Regions from separate parts of the Capsicum annuum genome. Here region 1 is linked to region 2. Evidence: chromatin contacts called from public Hi-C data. All regions are on one chromosome and are shown on one strand. The core of a region is the stretch at or near the end of the contact, and the rest is flanking DNA. Distances in the headings are between cores, read along the strand shown.

Region 1 (6,159 bases), core at 1,271-3,770, 380 kb after region 2:
ATGTTATATTTTTATTTATGAGATGTTATACAACTATTGTCTTAGAGGCAAGACTTAACTCAAGGACTTTCAAACTAAAAATTATGTCCCACAGGCAAGAGTTGACACTACTTCTTTATTTATGAGATGTTCTACAACTCTTGCCTTAGAGGCAAAACTTAGCTTAAGGACTTTCAAACTATAAATTATGCCCCACGAGTAACAGTTGACACTGCCACATTATGTCATTGTTAATGAGATGTTCTACAACACTTGCCTTAGAGGAAAGACACATCTCAAGGATTTTCAAACAACAAATTCTGCCCCACGGACAAGAGTTGACACTGCCACGTTATGTCTTTATTTATGAGATATTCTACAACTCTCACTTTAGAGGCACGACTTATCCCAAGAATTTTCAAACAAGTTACGTATATTGGGCAAGGGTTAACACTAACATATTTTTTTTTTAACTTATGAAATGCTTTATAACTCTTGTCTTAGAGGTAAGACTCAGCCTAAGGACTATCAAATAACAAGTTATGCCCCATGGGCATGAGTTGACATTAGTACATTATGTATTGGTTTATGAGATGTTTTATAACTCTTCCCTTCGCAGCAAGACTAAGACCAAAGACTTTCAATTAACAAGTTGTGCCCTATGGGAAAGATTTGACATTACCACATTGTGTTTTGATTTATGAGATATTCTATAACTCTTGCCTTAGTGGCAAAACTTAACCCAAGGACTTTCAAATAACAAGTTATGCCTCATGGTAAGAGTTGACACTATCACATTATGTTTTTATTTATGAGATGTTCTATAACTCTTGCTTTAAAGGCAAGACATAGACCATGGACTTTTTTTTAAACAACAAGTTACACTCCACGAACAACATTTGAGACTACCACATTGTGTCTTGATTTATGAGATGCTTTATAAATCAAGGACTTTTAAACAAGTTGTTCCCCATAGGTAAGAGTGGACACTACCAGATTATTTCTTGATTTGTGAGGTGTTCTATAACTCTTGTCTTACAGGCTCGAATTAGTCCAAGGACTTTTAAACAACAATTTATGCCCCATGGGTAAGAGTTGACACTACCACATCATGTCTTGATTTATGAAATATTCTATAACTCTTGCCTTAGAGACAAGACTTAGTAGATAAGTTATGCCCTATGGACAAGAGTTGACACTATCATATTGTGTCTTGATTTATGTATGTTGTAATAGTCTTACCTATAAGAAAAAACTTAGCCCAAGAACCTCCCAAAAGAACAAGTCATGCCCAATGGACAAGTGTTAACACTAGCACATTATTTTTTGATTTATAAGATATTCTATAACTCTTGACTTAGAAGCAACACTTAACTCAAGGATTTTCAAACAACAAGTTATGTTCCACAAGCAAGACTTGACAGTACCACATGGTGTATTGATTTATGAGTTGTTCTATAATTTTGCCTTAGAGGCAAAACTTATCCCAAAGATCTTACTAATAACAATTCATGCTCTTAAATTTGCTTTGATGTCAAAAAAAGAAGATTTCTTTGTGGATTATCCAATTTTTATTTATTAGCAAAATATAATAGAAGTTGAGAAAAAAGAAAAAGGAGAGAAAACAAAATAGAGAAATAAAAAAAGAGATTGAGAAAATAAAGGCAGGAAAAAAATAAAGATTAAGAAAAAAGCGAAGAAATAAAAAAAATGAGAAAAACAAAAATGAGAGGAAAAAATAAAAATAAAGTTTAAGAAAAATTGAGGAAAGAAAGATAAATGATAAAAACAAAAAATAAAATAAAAATTAAGATTGAGATAAATTAATTAAAATAAGAAATGAAGAAATAAATAATGTTTGAGACAAAAGAAAAAAGAGAAAAAAATAAAGGTTGAGACTAATGAATTAAAACAACAACAACAACAAACCCAGTGTATTCCTACAGTGTTGGATCTGGGGAGGGTAAGATGTACGCAGTCCATACCACTACCTCCTAAGAAGTAGAGAGGTTTCTGAATTAAAACATGAAAATAAAATTAAAGAAAAATTAAAAAAGTGAAAATAATAAAAATAAAAATAGAATTCGAGAGAAAAATGAGTATGGAAAGTTTAAAAATATTGAGATGTAGAGGGGCAAAATTGTACTTGTAATATACTTAAAAAGGATGAAAAACTAATTTGTAAAGATTTTTTTTTTACTGGGGTCAAAAATCCTAAGGCACCTACTATTAGTGCTATAGCATGTAATTTCCTGAACAATTCATGCCTTGGAATAAATTTGGGCCCAAGTAAAAAATCACAGCCTTTTACAGGATCCGTCACTGAACAAATTACATTGTCAAGGACAGAGGCGTTCAGCAACTCGAATTTTGTTAACTTTAAAAGGGAGAGGGCTTCGTGAGAGAAGAAAAAAGAAGGAAAGGTGGGAAAAAGTGCAGGATGTCTGTGCACAATGAGACATGCAAAACCAAGGGGATGTTTTATTATTAGTGAAGAAAAATTTAGCTCAGAATTAGTATGAAGGGGAGGTGGATTTTTCAGCTCTCTTGGTTATGTATTCTAAGCTGGAGCAATTACTAATTAATAATAGCGCAGAAGAGGAAAATATAGCTTCAAAAATTACTATTGAGTACAAGCAAATAGATTAAACTAAGCCTCCAGTTTGGAGTTGACCTTAAAGTTTGCAAGAATGAAGCCTATACTCTGTTGATGAATTTGGATCAAAGGAGCAAAAAGGAAAAGGTACAAAGGGAAAGTTTGGAGGCAACTAACTCAACCAATACAGTCCCAAAAAAAGTGAGGAATTTATTTTTTATATGAGCTTCAAAGATGGAAAACCAAGGGCCAATGGAAGGACTTTAGCTCCTACCTATCACTGAGAGTGAAGATTTTATCCTGCAACTTTAGGGGTTTGAATGGTGTTAGCAAAAGGGATGTTGGTAGTGAACTTTCATCCTATTGGAGGGAGACGTTTATGTATTAATTGAGACAAAGTTAGATGGGCAATTGATGGAACAATGCAGAACATATGGAGGAACATATGGATGAGGGGGATCTACAAGGGGCAAGGGGGTAGCGGAGGAATACTAATTCTATGGGATAAAAACGTCTGGATATCATTGTATCACTAGAAAATTCATAGGAGCAGATGAAGAATTTAGCTGGTGCCTCAGTGCAGTTTATGCAGATTGTAACAGAACCATTAGGAAAATGCTATCGAAAAAATTTACATCCACAAGAAGCAGGGTTAATGGCCTAATGAGCCATGGGTATTTTGCGGTGATTTTAATTTGAACAAGCACCCATCAAAGAGATCAAATTGCCACAAGCTTAGTAGTGCTATGACAAAGTTCGCTTCTTGTATTGATTAATGAGGATGGTGGTTTTCTATGGTATGGTATAGTATGGTCACTAAGAGAACCATGTTTGTTTTGATTGTTTCTTAAAATTTATGGTATAATATGGTTTAATTTCATGGTTTGGTATCCATGAAAACACTCACTTTATGTAACCACCGATTTGGTAGTATCCCATGGTTTACTAATTTTTCCTAATTATGTTCTTATTTAATATTATATAATCCTAATTTACCCTTTACCCTATATTATTTAACCCCACCTCCTAACCCCCCCCCCCCCCCACACACACACACACCAAAAAAATATTATTTTAATTTTTTTAAAAAAAAATTGAAATTTTTCTCTTATCCCGCCACCTACCTTGACCTCAATCCCCACCCCATATTTCTTTAAAAAGAAACTAAAAAAATTTCAAAACTTTTTCTTACCCCAACCTTACCCACCCTCCCCCTCTCCCAACTGCCAGCTTCTTTCTCGCACCATATTTTTATTTTTTAAATTTGTATTATAAAAAGCTTCAATAAAAAATTTTTAACCCACCACCCCCTCCTACCACTACCCAACACACACAAAAACAAAATATATTTTTTAATTTCTTTTTCGAAACTTTTTTCTTACCCCACCAAATATTTTTTAAAAAAAAATCATAATTTATTTCATACGTCACCTCTCTTATCCTAATCATTCTCATTGTTTTGTGTTAAATATATACAAATATTTTTAGAAAATATTTTCCTATTTGCGTAACAAACAAAATAAAATAAGTAAGAAACAATTTATTTTCCCAAAAAATTTTCTTTGTATTTGATACCGAATACATTCGTAGCATACACAAAAGATACATTCAAACTTTGTACTTTTCGTTGGTGGTCACGTTTTAGAACACCAAAAAGTAATGAAATTTTTTACTATAAAAATTGAATTCGATTACATTTATTTTGATCTACTCTTGCATTAATTTTGTTAAAATTTATATGAATTTAACAACTTAATATATTTACATGGAATAATTTGTGAAAAATTAGTAGGAAGAAAATTATTTTATGAACAATTATTCATACATTTATTATTTATAATAATTAAGGGGCATTTAGTAGACTTACCAATTATGATATAGTATCATACCATCAAACCAAATAATAAAACTGTTATTAAATAATAGTGAAAGATACAATCCATTCAAACATTGTATTGTACTATACTATACAGTACCATATCATACCATACAGTACTGTATATTATGTGTTAGAATATATGTAGAAATAGGAATAGTAAATACAAAATCCTACTTAAAAAAGGATAGTACTATAGTTTCTATAAAAGGGGTCTTGATGTAATTATGTCAACACATCATTCAATAATATTTTTCAATTCTCACATGGTATCAAAGAGTTGGTGAGAACTATCAAGAAAAAACCTCAATCACGCTAATTCTGGTGACTGATTTGCATCATATTTAATTTTGTGGGTTGTGTGAACAATACAACACCATTAACAGGATCAAAACAATCAGGCAACAAAAAACCAACTAAAATCACCAAAAAAAGAACCATCCACGCGCCCCCACGCACCAGTCGGAATTCCAATATTTCGGTGAGATCTACTTCAGTGCCAGCGCGTGAGCACATCTCCGGTTGAATTTTAGTTTTTCTTTTTTCTGTTGGGGTTACCGATCTATTTCGACTCCAACCACATACTCTTTTCTAGATTCCGTCAAGTATTTGGAGATTCCGATCGCCAAACATTAAAATTCAGCAACTTCATAATTTTGGTAACTGTTTTCCGTTTCCAGCAACTTGTTTTTGGGAGTTTTAATGTTAAATTACCAAGATGTCTTTTGGGCATGATATTTTTGGCTCAAAAAATATATGAATTGAAAGTTCAAGTCCTATGATCACTTTCGAACCTTTAATGAAAAGTTCAAATTATATAGCTTGGGTTTCCTTAGTTGAGTTGTGGTGCAAAGGTCAAGGTATCCAAGATCATTTAACGAGCAAGGATAGTGTGGTAAATGAAAAGGGAAATTCTAGCATGGAACATGCAAAAGATAAAGAGCAATGGGAGAAAGTTGACGCTCAACTATGTTGTCTCTTATGGCAATCTATTGATTCCAAGTTGATGCCCTTGTTTTGTCCATTCCAGACGTGTTATTTAGTTTGGGAAAAGGCTCGTGCTTTATACACTAATGATATATCTCATTTTTATGATATGATAGCTCGAATAACCAACTTGAAGAAATAGGAATCCGATATGTCTACTTACTTGGGACAAGTGGAAGCAGTCATGAAAGAATTTGGTACATTGATGCCCACCATTGCAGATGTAGAAAAACAACATGAGCACAAACATATATTGTTTTTAGTTCTTACACTTGTTGGACTTTCTACTGACCATGATGATGTACGTGATCAGATTTTAGCTAGTCCTACGGTTCCTACAATTAGTGAGTTATCCTCTCGTCTACTTCATCTTGCCGTATTTCCTAGTCATGAAGTAGTTTCATCACCAACTATTGACACTTTTATTCTTGCATCTCAAACTATAGAAAAACGAACATAGCAGCATATCGAAAAGCAGAGAGGAGGAGGTTATTTTGGAAAATCTCGATCACAGTGTAGTTATTATCATAAAGTTAGACACACTCGGGATATATATCATAGTTTGCATGGTCCACCACCTAGTTATAATCTTTTTGCTGTAAAGGAATATAATGAGTTCTTTCAGAATTTATCAAGTAAGCAGACATGTCCACAACCTAATCGACCATCTAATAATGCTCATATTGCCCAAACAGAATATGATGAGTTCCTCCGGTATAGA
Region 2 (5,874 bases), core at 1,880-4,379:
TTACCACACCTATTTAGGTGAAAATTGTATCTCTAGGAACTCTAAGAAACAAACCACAGTGGCAAAGTTTAGTGTTGAAGCTGAATATAAAGCCTTATCTTCTACTACAACTAAGATGGCATGGATCTTTCACTTTCTTCGTGATATTGAAGTATATCTCAAGACAGTGCCTATACTATATTTTGATAATTTAAGTGCCCTACACTTGATAGTTAACCCATTGATGCATGACAGAACAAAACATGTAGAAATAGACTATCATTTTTTTTTAGAAAAAGTGGCTAGAGAATAGCTACTCACATAGTTCATAAGGTCTAGAGATCAGCTAGCTGGCGTTTATACAAAGGCCTTGATAAAATAGGTGTTTGTTGATTCTAGAAGTAATCTAGGAGTGAGTGTTCCACCACTCACTAGCTTGAGGGGAAGTGTTAAAGATAGTAATCAAATAAAAGATAAAGAGAGTGTACGTTAGCTAATCTATTAGAGTTAGTAGAATTAGAGTTAGCCTATGCTTTGCCTCTGTAATCGTACTAGTATTCTAGTAGTAGAAAACATCTACTTGTATATGTAGTTGCCTAGTGATACAACTCTAAGTCTTCAATATTGGAATAGCTAAGACTTTTGTAAGTAGTCTAGGACTTCACAACTACAATGTATTCAACTCCAATAAGTAGAAGCATGTACTCAACTCCTTAATCATAAAAAATATACTTTGATTCTCTTCACTATGCTTGAGAATTCTTTAGGTGAAGTTCTTCTCCTACACATAGATATCGGAATAGAGTTAAGCATATATTGTGATATCTAAATAGGGTTATCAATATGGGTCTATTTTCTACTAACAAAGATAGCGTATATTTGGTTGGTCATGCAAATGCAGGTTTATTATCTAACCCTCATAAAGTTCAATCTCAACAGACTATGTATTTATATACGGAGGTATTGCTATATCATGGAGATCTACAAAACAGTCTATTGTTGCTACTTCTTCAAATCATGCTAAGATAATAGCTATTCATGGAACAAGTAAAGAAGTGCATGGTTGAGATCAGTGATATATTTCATCAAAGAGAGATTTAGCCTGAAGTGTGATGTCAAGCCTACAGTCATACTTGAAGATAATGTTGCATTCATAGCCCAATTAAAATGAGGCTTTATAAAAAAAGATAAAACGAAGCACATCTAGCCAAAGTTGTTCTTCACACATGATCTCTAAAGGAATGACAACATTAATGTGTAGCAAATCCGTTCAAGTGACAATCCAACAACTTTATTCACTAGGTCTTTACCAACTTCAACTCTTAAGAAGATGGTATGCAAGTTTGAAATGTGCAGACTTAACTATCTAAATCGGGGAGAGTAAATATATGTTATACTTTTTTTTTCTCACAAGATTTTACTTCACTGGATTTTCCTTGTGAGGTGTTTAACAAAGTAACACTCAAGACGTTTTAAAAGATGTGTACACTCTTTTTTCTTTACCATTTTTTTTCTTTTTTTCACTAATTTTTCTTAGTAAGATTTTAATGAGTTACATTATCTATCTCATGGACATCCAAAGGGGAGTGTTGTAGATTGGGTGGATGGCAATGTGGCCAACTATGTGGAAAACTTGTTAAGGAAGCTTATCGTCAAGCTTCTTGCAGAAGTTTGGCATGCTTGTTAAGGAAGATTAGAAGTTTGATAACTTATAGGCTTAAGTCATCGCCAGACACCTAAAGTTGTTCCAAAAATTCACTTAGACCCCTCAACTAAGGCTTGTACCTATGAGGCCCCTAACCCATCCAAAGTTGATCCAATCAAGCTTTTTTTGCCTACATGGCACTCCGCGTGTTGTCCACTCAATAGGGGCGCGTGAGGCATGATTTTTTGAATAAATAACGAATGAAAATGTGTCAAATGGCACTAAGGGCTCCAAAATTTTTTTAATAAAATAATTTTTTTTAAAAAAGGCTCCCCCACCCACCCAATCCAATACCCCCTCCCCCTCTTCATCTTCTTTCCCACTCTTTTTCCTCATTTTTTTTTCTTAAACTTAATTTACCTCCCATTTTTTCTCCTTTTTCTCCTTTTTTTGTTCTTAGTTTTGAATTCGATTTGAATTTTTTGGTTTTTAATTCGATTTTATTCTTAATTCTTTTTCACCATTAGTTTGCCGGGAAAAATAGAACTTTGCCGCCCGAAAAAATGGATCTGTGTCAGAAAAGATGGAACTTTGCCGGAAAAATGTAAATTCATTTTTTTTCACAAATGAACAAAATTGTAAATTTAATTCAAAAAGAAAAATCAAAAATGCTATTTTCATAAATCAATAAGCTATTTTATCTTCCTCAATCCATTTTTTCTCCATTACATTTATCATTGTAGAAGGGGAAGAATTTTGTCGGAAAAAATAAAGCTACGACGGAGGATTTTTGAGTACAAGATGAAGAAGAGGAGGGGGGAGGGGGGCAGGGGCAGAGCAGGGGGTTTAGTTTTTTTTTTTTTTTTTAAAGTTATAATTTTTTTTAATTATAATTTAATTAGTTATGGAATATTTTTTAATTAATTTTGAATGCAATGTCAAGTGTCATCGTTTAATTCATCGTTTGTGCCATGTAAGACGAGTGTAGCACACTCTCTATATACCTTTTGCTGATTGTATAAAAAATGTTTGATTGAATTAAAATGCGGGTGGCTTAGAGGCCTGATAGGTACAGGCTTTAATTGGGGGTCTAAGTAAATTTTCGAAACAACGTTAAATATCTATTGATGACTTAAGTCTAACTTATATATATGCCCCTCGGCTTGTAAAGAAAAGTACCGTGTGATTTACTTTTATGTTAGCTTTCATTTTATAATGAGTAGTTATTGCTATGATGGAGAAACATCTATAGTGCATCAAATCAAATCATCACTCCTATCTGAAAAGACAAACAACACTCAACTACCTTTAATCTTCTACCATAATCTCTAACTTCTACATGCTCTTAAGATCATGTCCTCGATAAACGAAGAAAAAGACAAACAAAACATTGTATTAAATTGAGACGATTATATTTTCTTGTATGCCTAATCAAACATTGTATAACTAACGTGAAATTTGATGCTATAACTGTTTTTGTTAGTGCGTTAAACCAAACGACCCCTTATGTTTTGTCAATTTTGTCCAGGCTGTTAAAGGAGAGTTTATAAGAAGCAATAGAATAGATCCCAAGCCTTCAAGAAAGCAAATTAAGGCGACTAAAAATTAATTACTTGCTAAATTTTTTTTTTTTTTTTTTATACACAAACAAAAACTTCTCCTTATCCCCCCAAAGTCGATATGCTCTTGTGATCCACCCAAAAGAAAAATCAAACGGGAAAAGGCTTTCCATCTTTGTATATACAGCTTCTATATTGATTACCAAGGCAAATCTGTGGTGCCTATGCATTAACAAGCCTCTGTTGATATAATCTCAAGCTCAGCCCACCATAGAGGGGAGAGTCTTGGCGTTGCCCCATCTGGTCCTATACCTGTTATCTCTCTCAATCTGGCTGAAACCTCTCTCATTGCCAGTCGTCGTCTTGGCTCGGGATGTACACACATTTTAATCACATCAGCTATTCTCTCTACCTGTTCCTCTTGGAAAGAACTTAAAGTTGGATCAACCATTTCCCTCGGGGATTCTCCTCCCCTAAGATAATCTGATGCCCAGTCATCAAGAGAGCTACTGTTTGCTGAGTAAGGGAGCCTACCAGTCATCATCTCAAACAGAATGACACCAAAGCTGTAAACATTACTTTCCGGACTTGACCCAATTTCAGCTGCATCTGTCTCATTCCAGAAACCAAAATCCGATATTTTGGCTGCACAGTCTTCTGTGAGGTACACAGCAGAGGATGTCAAGTTTTTATGAGGTACCGATGGCGACAAATTGTGCATGTGCTCAAGGCAGTATGCCATGCCCATTGTTATCCTCATTCGCATCCCCCAGTCCAAATGTTCAGCTTCCCTTACTGCAAAACACTAGAATTAGAGATCTTTTGTGTCATAATGGAGCATATAAGAAAGGAAGAACCAGTTTAAAACAAAGCTGTTGCTGCAGAGGCAGGAAAATATTCATGAACATGTTCCAAGAGCATAGAAGCTGTAATTACACAACCCAAATAAACTGATGCATTACTGATTCACTGAAGCCCTTTACCAGTTTTTTCCCTTCAGTCCACCTTCACCTTTTTAAATTCAAGTACATTACAATTGTAAAAAAAGGTACATAAGCACATAATGTTCCAGTTACTTATAAGAGTGGTTATTCATCACATAGGCACAAGAAACTCGAGCGAAAACATTAGACATTTCACTCACATTAAAGGATAATTGTTTATCACTGGGAAAGCTAAACATAAATTGTTGAAAAAGCATGTAAAGTGAACACCAAAGATGCCTTGTACTGGTGTGAACATTCTGTCGAGAATCTATTGATTCTTCGAGTTAATAAGCGAGAGAATTTGAAGTACAATGATACTTCTCAAATTACAGACAAATTATCGACATGAGACCAAAGACATGTCCACGGACACCATACTCTAGGTAGAAAAAGAACTTAGTCACACCTGGTGTTTGCACCACTCAATAAATACATAAGATGTGTTTTCACACACACTGTTATCATTGAACTAAAGTTAATTGATACACATTCTCGCATCAATTTATCACTGTAAACACCGAATGCAGGTAACCTTTTACCTGCTATATAAAGGTATTGCCTACACAGTTCAATCATGCAGATGTAGAAGAGTTGGGTAACAGTATTAAGTAAATCACAACGGATACACCTTGATAGCAGAAACTTACTGTGCAGATGTTCAAAGAGGGTCCCATTAGGAGCATATTCAAAAACCATCATTCTGGTAAATGGATCCTCTTCTTCACAATAACCAAGAAGGCTCACAAAGTTCTTGTGATTGACCTTTGACAATGTATCAATCTGGTAAAAGCAGGAGAAAAACATTTATAAACTCAATAGTTTGGGGAAAATGAGATGTAAAATTCCAACTGGAAGAACTGAAACACCTTTTTCCTGAATTGGGCTTCCATATCTTTTGACCAATCCTTAGTAGATGCCACTGTACGAGATATCACGGCTATCTCAACTCCACTGGATAACGTTCCCTTATATAGTGTGCAAACAGATGAGGAACCAATTACATTGCTGAAATTTTCACAAGCTGACTCAAGTTCTGATCTCTTAAGCTTTGGCACGCCTGTTCACACAGTAAGAATGACAGAACTCAGCCCTCTAAGGGTACTTGCTCATATTAATAAACAAAAGTTTCAAGATATCAAAAAGAAAAAAGGGGAAAGGGAAAAGATCATTAACAATTATAAAAGAAGCTTATCGCAAAAGCTCATATTAGGGGCGAAAAGGTTCATTTAAGCTTCTGCCATTTGGGTAAAGTCAAAAATTTGGTTTTACAGATACATATGTCCATATAAGCTTCTATTTTATGGATCTGCTTTTAAAGACAACCATTTTGGACCCACAAATAGAAATACTACTCATTCACCAATACTTGATAGATAGAAAGTTACCAGTAACAAATGCTCTCTGCAGCTGTCCACTCAATCCAGTGGCCCAAGGCTTTACAACAGCCATTTTGTTGCTTCGAAAGAAGATCGTGCCAGCTATCGATATGAATAGCAGAATGGGACCTCCTATAGCTGCAGACAATATTAAAGCTCGATGATGACTTCGTCCGGAATCTACAACTCCACTGCGGTTCTTTGCCGGACTGGGAAGTGAAGATGGAGAAGCAGAGGATCTTGGTGAAGGAGCCAGATGAGGTTCTGCAATAATTGAAGGTGTAGGAGCTGGGGAAAGAGAAGGATTCGGTGATGGAGACGGGGATAAT

What was found. A called contact is a pair of places that touch in the nucleus more often than the background predicts.
Region 1: a contact with region 2 is called in a Hi-C map of leaf, with 4 times the contacts expected there. The contact joins two enhancer-like sites. A contact is called at or near these places in 3 of 5 Hi-C or Micro-C datasets (leaf, pericarp and placenta).

Annotation. Positions count from the first base shown.
Region 1 is chr6:128,667,506-128,673,664 of UCD10Xv1.1, forward strand. The region is part of intron 2 of LOC107873286; the gene reads right to left. Among protein-coding and RNA genes, the nearest start is that of LOC107873286, 19 kb to the right of the region's middle. Within about 2 kb of position 2,521, at least 3 of the 5 cell types and tissues checked have an H3K27ac peak or open chromatin away from gene starts, as enhancers often do. A contact at or near this core is called in leaf, where this site is marked.
Region 2 is chr6:128,283,277-128,289,150 of UCD10Xv1.1, forward strand. It overlaps LOC107873285 (inactive receptor-like serine/threonine-protein kinase At2g40270), which reads right to left. Exons shown (of 9, transcript XM_016720067.2): 6 at 5,555-5,874; 7 at 5,036-5,226; 8 at 4,817-4,949; 9 at 3,039-3,978. The coding sequence ends at 3,413. Among protein-coding and RNA genes, the nearest start is that of LOC107873285, 5.9 kb to the right of the region's middle. Within about 2 kb of position 3,130, at least 3 of the 5 cell types and tissues checked have an H3K27ac peak or open chromatin away from gene starts, as enhancers often do. A contact at or near this core is called in leaf, where this site is marked.